Regions from separate parts of the Macaca mulatta genome. Here region 2 is linked to region 1. The links are chromatin contacts, called in public Hi-C maps. All regions are on one chromosome and are shown on one strand. Each heading gives the region's core, a stretch centred on a gene start, on an enhancer-like site or on the middle of the called end of the contact. The rest is flanking DNA. Distances are from core to core; before and after follow the strand shown. Region 1 holds the start of LOXHD1 (lipoxygenase homology PLAT domains 1). Region 2 holds the start of ARK2N (arkadia (RNF111) N-terminal like PKA signaling regulator 2N).

Region 1 (4,257 bases), core at 69-2,568:
TCAAGGAGGGCTTCATGGAAGAGATGGGATCTGAGCTGGGCTTTCAAAGTGAGGACAGGAAGAGGGAGAAAGGGGAGGACAAACAAGGCCATGGGCAGGCACAGGGCACACATTCAATAAATACTTGTTGAATGAATGAGTGAGTGAATGCATGGATGAATATGGTGCTTGCAGGGACTAGCGAGCCACTTTGGAGTCAGCACTGAGAATTTAAGTGGCTTCAGAGACCAGGCAGGCAGCACCGACGAGTAAACCAGACCTAGTATGAGATGACAGGGAGTGGTGGAGACTGTGATAAACTGGATGTCCACAGCCTATCGGCATTCACAGACAAAAAGATTTCAAAACACAGGAAAGGAAAAAAACAACTTAAACTTTGCAGGCCAAAACCAGCTCCAGGGTCACAGTTGACCTCTTCTTTGGTTTACCTGGCAAGGAGTTAGAGCAATTTCAAGCAGATCTCGTGTGGCCCAGGGAAAGATGGGACTAGAAGGACAAGGCCCTGGGGTCCAGAGCACCGGCTGCCCTCTACATATGGGACGGACATCTCCTTGCAAAGTCCCAGGCTCCCCGTCTCCATCAACCACCGTGGGCGTAGGATGAGGGGTCAGGCTTCCTCCCCAAGACATCCCTTCATGCCCCCGGAAGTTCAGGGTGCTCTGCCTGATGCAGACCACATTCTCGGGGACTAGACTGGAACGTGGCTTTGGGGACGTTCAGGAGCTGGAGAACATGGGGCCGTGGGGCACTGCGGCTCTAGTCTATTCTGTTCCACTGAGAATCGGGGGCTAAAGGCAAGTAGCTCCACCTGTATGTACAACAGGGACCCCACCACCCCGCATAATGCCTGCCTTCTTACTCCTAGGGGATGTGGGATAGACACATGGGATAATCAGTGAGAAAGGGCTTGCTCCAAAATCTTAGAATGATTCCCCCACAGCCAGGAACAGACCCCCGCCCACCGCAGCCAGCTGCACCACCCACGCCCCCAGGCTGGGACCCCGCACCTTTGGCCTTGTAGTACTCGTGTTCCAGCTCCCCCTCGTCGTCCTCTGAGGCGTAGTTCAGCAGCTCTGCTTCGTACAGGGCCAGGAAGTCGATGTCCTTCTTCCTCCGCTTTTTCTTCTGGGGCATCATTCTGTCAGCTGCCTTTTCCCAGCGCTGGCGGGCTCACTGTGCCGCCTCCTCACACCTGCGGGAACCTGAGACCTCCTCCCTGGGCTCTGGCGCCCACGGCCCTCCTGTAGCTCAGGCCTGGGTGGGCCAGAGTACCCCCTTTTCTTGGTTTCCCCGTGCCCAAGAGGCTGTTCCCTCTGCCCTCTCTGGCTCCTGAGCTGAACCTCAGTGCCTTATCTCTGAACCTCCTGTGCCTGTCCCCTCCCACCACCCTCTGGTGAGCCACCTCCTCCTCTGTACCTGTCCTGGGGTTTCTCCTTGGGCCTCATCACTTATTCATGGCGTTCAGGGCAGGCTGGCCTCCTTCCCCTCTCCCCTCCCCACAGCCCCCTCTCCTCCCCATGGAGAATCAGGTGACACGGAGCCCTTGGCGTCCACTTCCCACCTGGCCTGACAGCCAGGGGACCACCTGGGATCCCTCTAGGCCACCCCAGGGACAGGTGAGGGCTCCTCACCCAGGAGATCTCCCAAGCCTCACAGCCCACACGGGACCCTCCTGAGGAAGGCGGGGTCCCGGAATCAGCCAGGCTCCCAGGACTCAGAGGCCCCCGTTTCTCTCCATTATTCATGACGTCTGATCGCCTTACGGAGCAGGCGGGGTTCTCACTGGATCCTTCTCGTTCTCTCTCTCTGCTTCCATCTCCTCAAGACTGCGGGCTTCCGGAAGTGGCCGCTGGGCACGAGGAAAGCTAGGGCACCTCTCACAGACACTCAGACAACTCTCCCCACTGCCCCTGCCAGGTGAGCTTTATATGCACCAAAGTTTAAACATCATCTTAGCTGATGCCTTCCCAGGTGAACTCACGAACTCGATCAGCTCACCTGGACTCACAGGAGAGTCTCAGCAAGCTCCTATCCCAGGGCGCACAGCCCTGGCTGCACACCAGAATCCCCCGGAGAGGTGTTGAATACTAATGCGTGGGTCCCACCCCCAAAGATTCTGATTTGCTTGGTTTGGGACGCAGCCTGGGCTCCAGTTTGCAAAGCTCCTGGTGACTTTCATGTGCAGCTATGTTGAGGGGCCCTGCATTGCTTCCCAGGTATGTTAGGTGTGCTGACAGGAGCCCTCTACAAGCAACACGTGTGATTTTGTCCTCTAAGCCAAAGTAGTGACTCTAAAGGGGAATTTCAGGTGGAGAGGAGGAGAGGACTTGGAGGGGACGCCTGAGCAGCAGTCTGCACTCACATGCCTACCCGGCGGGCTGGGGCAGTTTTGGTCCTGCCCTGCTGTTTGGAGCCATTCAAATCTTCCACTGGGGGAGGCATCTCTAACCCCGAACGTTCCCACCCAGGAAAGATCAATCTCCCCTCCTTCCCTATTCAGCTGAGGGGCCGCCCTTGAGGCAACTCAAAGTCCGCTGAGGACCAGGAGTGAAGTTTAATGGTGGGTGACGCGCGCCCCCGTCTGGCAATACGTGGTTTGACCGCTGCTGTTTACACACCTGGATTCTTTAGGAAGAGTCCTTCCTTTAAGGATCACTAGGAATCTACTGAGAAAACTCATTTTACACGAGTACCCATTCAGGGAACAGACAACAAAACGTTTCTTAGAATTCTTTTTTGAGACAGAGTCTCGCTTTGTCGCCTAGGCTGGAGTGCAGCGGTGTGATCTCAGCTCACTGCAACCTCTGCCTCCCGGGTTCAAGTGATTCTCCTGCCTCCCGGGTTCAAGTGATTCTCCTGCCTCAGCCTCCTGAGTAGCTGGAATTACAAACACGCGCCACCACACCCAGCTAATTTTTGTATTTTTACTAGAGACAGGGTTTCGCCATGTTAGTCAGGCTGGTCTCGAACTCCTAAACTTGTGATCTGCCGGCCTCGGCCTCGCAAAGTGCTGGGATTACAGGCATGAGCCACTGCGCCCGGCTGTTTCTTAGAATTTTAAAAGCTGAAATCAAAATATTTTTAGAGAATCCCATGGTACTGGAACACACTGGCTAGGAGGTCAGGGAAATAATTCCATATTATTTCTATATTATTTCAAGGTTCTCCAGAGTGACAGAACCACTAGGGTAGACAGATCAATAGATACATGAAAGAAGGCTTACTAGGGGCATTAACCCATGGGATTATGGATGCTGAGAAGTCCCACAACAGGCAGTCTGCATGCTGGAGACGTAGGAAGGCTGGTAGTGTGGTGGGTCCAAGTCAGAAGGCTTGGGAACCTGGGAAACCCATGGTGTAGTTCTCAGTCCCAGGCCCACAACCTGAGAATCTGGTGGTGAGGGGGTGCTGGGGCAAGTCCCAGAGTCCAAAGACTGGAGAACCTAGAGTTCTGATGCCCAAGGACAGGAGAAGAAGGGTGTCCCAGCTCCAGGAGAGAGAGAAAACATTCACCTTTCCTTTGCCTCTTTGTTCTATCGGGGCCCCAGTGGATTGCATGGTGCCCACCCACATTGAGGGCACATGTTCCCCACTCAGTTCACTGACTCACATGCCAATCTCCTCTAGAAACACCCTCACGGACACACCCAGAAATCATGCCTTACCAGCTCTCTAGGTATCCTTAATCCAGTCCTGTTGACACCAAAAATTAACCATCACAAATACCAAGAGTTGATAGGGACATGAGCAGCCAGAACTCTCACACTGCTAGTTGGAGTGTAAAATGGTACAGCCACTTTGGAAAATAAAGCAAAGCAAATACTACCCATGCAACCCAGAAATCCCACTCCTTGGTATTTACCTAAGAGAAATGAAAAAGGATGTCCACACAAGATCTGTGTGTAAATGTTCATAGAAGCTTTATTCATAACCAAAAACTGGACAAACTCAGGCATTCATCACCTGGCCAGTGGGTAAACAAACTGAGGTACATCTGTACAGGCAATAATACTCAACAATAGGAAGGAAGGGAGTAGGGAAACATGCTACAACATGGATGCATCTGGAAAGCACTATACTAAGTGCAGAAAAGTGGTCAGAAAAAATACATGTTGTGTGATTACATTGATGTAACATTCTCTAAAAGGTAAAACTGTAGGATCAGAAAACAGGCCTGATGGGTGCAGTGGCTCACACCCGTAAACCCAGCACTTTGGAAGGCCAAGGCAGGAGGATCGCTTGAGCCGAGGAGTTTGG
Region 2 (4,304 bases), core at 1,697-4,196, 490 kb before region 1:
AGGCCAGGTTGCCCCCTTTTTTTTTTTTTGAGTCAGAGTCTCGCTGGAGTGCAGTGGCACAATCTCAGCTCACTGCAACCTCTGCCTCCCAGGTTCAAGCAATTCTCCTGCCTCAGCCTCCCAAGTAGCTGGGACTATAGGAGAGTGCCACTACAGGAGCGTGCCACCACACCTGGCTTTTTTTTTTTTTTTGAGACAGATCTCACTCTGTCACCCAGGCTGGAGTGCAGTGGCATAGTCTTGGCTCACTGCAACCTCCATCTCCAGGATTCAAGTGATTCTCCTGTCTCAGCCTCCAGAGTAGCTGGGACTACAGGTGTGTGCCACCACGCCTGGTTAATTTTTTGTATTTTTAGTAGAGACGGGGTTTCACCATGTTGGCCAGGCTGGTCTTGAACTCCCGACCTAAAGTGATCTGCCTGCCTTGGCCTCCCAGAGTGCTAGGATTACAGGCCTGAGCCACCACGCCTGGCCTTAGGTTGCCCAATTCTTAGTAATCTGAGATGGAAGGGAGGGGGCAGCCCAGAGCCCAAAAATGAGGGTTCCTCCCCTCGTCTCCCCTACTTTCATCATCTGTAGGGTGGTTCTCAAAATCATGTCCATTTTACAGGGCAAATGGTAGAAGTAACCTGCTCAGTCAGGATAGATCAGATTACAGTCAAAGCCAGACCAGCCACACCCTGATGCTACTGTCCAGGCCACTACGGCTGGCAGGTACCTGCTGCAGGCTTAGCCCCAGGCTAGGTGGTATATCAGGTGCAAAAAATGATGGTGAAGAGTGATTCTGACAGGCTTGGCTCTGGACTCTAGGGCTATGACAGAAATTGAGAGGATGACAAATAGGATTTAGTAGTAACCCTACAGATAGGCCAAGGGCAGACATGTTTGTAGGAGCGTGTGTGTGAGCAGGGCAGTCTTGACCCACAGCGGGAGGCCGGGATAGAGTGGGTAGTGAGGGTAGTGGTGATGGGGGTTGTGTCTGGGCTGAGCTGGTTTTGTGGGGGAGATGGCATTTCAGGAGCTTGTAGAGCTAAGTATTGGATACACAGAAGACTTTGAGGCAGAAGTAGGGTCCCTTCTGCTCCTACAGAAGAAGAGGAAGAAGCAAGTAACTGTCCCATTTAATAATGGAAATACAGTAGTAATAAACATATTAGTAATTAGGATATCAAATACCCTAGCCTCCAAAAATATGCAAAGGCCATTCGCTGCAGGAAACTGACTTATCGGTATTAAACAGGAGAAGGGGCTGGGTGTGGTGGCTTACACTTGTAATCCTAGCACTTTGGGAGGCTGAGGCGGGTGGAGAACCTGAGGTCAGGAGTTCGAGACTAGCCTGGCCAACATGGTGAAACCCTGTCTCTACTAAAAAATATTAAAAATTAGCCGGGCGTGGTGGCATGCGCCTGTAATCCCAGCTACTCGGGAGGCTGAGGCAGGAGAATCGCTTGAACTGGGGGGGCAGAGGTTGCAGTGAGCCAAGATCGCGCCACTACACTCCAGTCTGGGTGACAGAGCAAGACTCTGTCTCAAGAAAAAAACAAAACAAAACAGAACAAAAAACAAAGAAACAACAATAACAACAAAAAACAGGAGAAGGACCCAAGATGGTATCTCAGTAGTCAGGGCCCTACTTCAGTATTCCCACAGCATTGGTTAGATCAGACTGTCATGGAATCTTTTAAAAACTCAGTGTATTAGTCCACATTCACTCATTCATTTTCGGACAGTTGTGATCTTAATAGTGATTTTTTCTTTTCTTTTCTTTTTTTCCTGCAAGAGGCTGGGCTCTTGTCACTACCCCACAACCTCTCAAATCCCTTGAGGACTCAGGTAGCAGAAAGTAAATACATGAATGAACGAGTGAAATAACATATACAGATAAACTACTTAGCTAGCACACACTACGTTCTCAGTGATTCTCAATGAGGCAGTGGTGGCTGTGGTTAAGAAGTAAGCTCTGCCTGTGTTGTAATCCAACACTGCCACTTACTTGGATGTGTCATCTTGGGCAGGTCACTCTGTGCCTCAGTTTCCACCTTTGCAACTTGGGGCTAGTAATGCCATCCAACTCATAGGGTTGTTATGAGTTGTAAAGAGGATTCAATGAATTTAACCCGGCCGGGCGCGGTGGCTCAAGCCTGTAATCCCAGCACTTTGGGAGGCCGAGACGGGCGGATCACGAGGTCAGGAGATCGAGACCATCCTGGCTGACACGGTGAAACCCCGTCTCTACTAAAAAAATACAAAAAAAAAACTAGCCGGGCGAGGTGGCGGGCGCCTGTAGTCCCAGCTACTCAGGAGGCTGAGGCAGGAGAATGGCGTGAACCCGGGAGGCAGAGCTTGCAGTGAGCCGAGATCTGGCCACTGTACTCCAGCCTGGGCGGCAGAGTGAGACTCCGTCTCAAAAAAAAAAAAAAAAAAAAAAAAAAAAGAATTTAACCCATTTAAATGCAAAGTGCCTGGTATGTAATAGGCATTCAATAAAAGTTATTTTCTTTTCATAATTATTCTTGTAGTTAGGGATGAAAAACTCGCACTCCTGTAGGCAGTCAGAAAAAATGAGTGAAGTGGGGGAACTAATGGGCCTGGTCTGAAGGGGGATACTGATGTTTAGGGGAGTACGGACTCAGTAGTGTAAGATTTTCAGAATCTCCTCTTGACGGGTCTCATCCGAGGTTCCAGCACAGCTCTGTAAAGGTGAAAGCTTTATTATTATTATTTTTCTTCTCAAAACACTGCAGTGCTTTGGGTGAGCGCGGGTCCTTGGCCAGATCTTGAGTCGTGAGATGCGTCTTCAGCATCTCCTGCTTCTCCTTGGGAAGCCCTCTACCCGCCAGTTGGCCCGCGCCCTCCTCCCCTTTCTCGGGGTTCGATCCACCTCCTTTCCCCTACCCTCCTAAGGGCTGACTGCAAATCGGAGGGCGACTGCAGAGGCGGAATTCGGGGCAGAGCGGCGTCTCCCCTGCGGGCCCCGTCCCACCAGCAGGTGGCGGTCGATCTGCAAGGCCTGCAAGGTGCCCCGGCAGAAACTTGAGCAGATGTTGGTGCCGCTGCCCAAGAAGACCTCAGCCTAGTCTCCCCGAGCCCGGCTGAGTCTCCGCGAGCCCAGCTGTCCGCATCCGCGAAAAAGCGGGGAGAGAAGGGCGCGGGCCCTCCGGAGGCTGGAGCGACTCAAAGATTCAGACACCGCGAGCTGCTTTCGGAAGGGCTTCAGGAGGGGGTGAGTACTGAGCAGCGCACAGAAAAGGGAGCGCTGTCCTTTGTTGAAGGCATTGTCCTTGTCTTGCATTGAGTGGCTTTCACACACCCCGGGAAAGACATTTCTGGAAGGAGACGGTCTCAACAGAAGGAGGGAGCGCGGGAAAGAAGCCCGGGGAGCTGGCGCTTTCACGCCCCGCGGTCTGCAGCGGGAGGAGCGCGGGTTCCATCGCGCCAGATGGCGCTGTCTGGCTTTTCTCGGGCCTCGGGCGCCAGTCTCCAGAGGTCCCCGGCGCAGCAGCCTCTCTAGCCGGCCGACGCAGGCTCTGTGTTTCCGGGCGGAAGTGAGGCGCCGAGCGGAACGGCCTCTGGTGACATTTTCTTGGGGGCGGCGCGGACGACTGAAGGGACTTGGTGGTAGAGGCTGCGGAGGCGGCGAGGTTCACTTTGGTCCCGGCAGGGGCTCTGACCGCGACCCTCTGCTCGCCGCCGGCGCTTGTTCCGAGGAGGAGAAGGCGGCGGTGGCCGTCGCGTCCTGAGTCACCGCAGCGGGGAGAGTCCCAGCCGGGGGGTCGGTGCGTGCCCCGACGGGGCGCGCGCGGAGCGAGCGAGGAGGCACGGAGTCGCAGCGGAGCGCAGGTGAGGCGGGAAGGGGCGCAGGGCCGCGGCCTGGCTACTGGTCGAGTTGCGGAGCCCGGGCTGCGTCCCAGGGATAGGTCGGGGCAAGTCGGAGGGCTGCGGGCCGCGGTGAGGGCTCTGCGGCGTCCGGACGCTGGGATCCTGGCGGGCCCGGCTGGTGGGCGCCGGGAACTCGCAGCCTGGACTGGCGTCTGACGTGGGGGCATCGCACCGCTCCAACCTCCTTGCTCGTCAGCCGCTGGTGACCCTAGCGTCCTCCCGGCCCGGCGGAGTTGGCTACGGCACCCCAAGCCCCCAGACGCTGGGGCCGGGTCGAGGCAAGTCCTTTTCCGTGGGGTACTAAGGAGAAGGCTGGAGGTGCCGCAGTCCCCGGGCTGCGGGGGGAAGCGGCTTCACGGCCTTGGAGTTGTCTTCACGCAACTTTCTGGCTCCTAGGCCCGCCTGGGAAGCAGTGGCGGCAACTC

What was found. Hi-C and Micro-C count contacts between places; a contact is called where the count stands out from the background.
Region 2: a Hi-C map of fetal cortex germinal zone shows a contact between it and region 1, with 5 times the contacts expected there. The contact joins the promoter of ARK2N here to the promoter of LOXHD1 in region 1. A contact is called at or near these places in 4 of 14 Hi-C or Micro-C datasets (cortical neurons, fetal cortex germinal zone, fetal cortical plate and 1 more).

Annotation. Positions count from the first base shown.
Region 1 is chr18:45,748,541-45,752,797 of T2T-MMU8v2.0, reverse strand. LOXHD1 (lipoxygenase homology PLAT domains 1) reads right to left here and starts at 1,318. Exons shown (of 41, transcript XM_015121870.3): 1 at 1,008-1,318. The coding sequence starts at 1,137.
Region 2 is chr18:46,242,023-46,246,326 of T2T-MMU8v2.0, reverse strand. ARK2N (arkadia (RNF111) N-terminal like PKA signaling regulator 2N) reads left to right here and starts at 2,946. Exons shown (of 4, transcript XM_077975538.1): 1 at 2,946-3,223.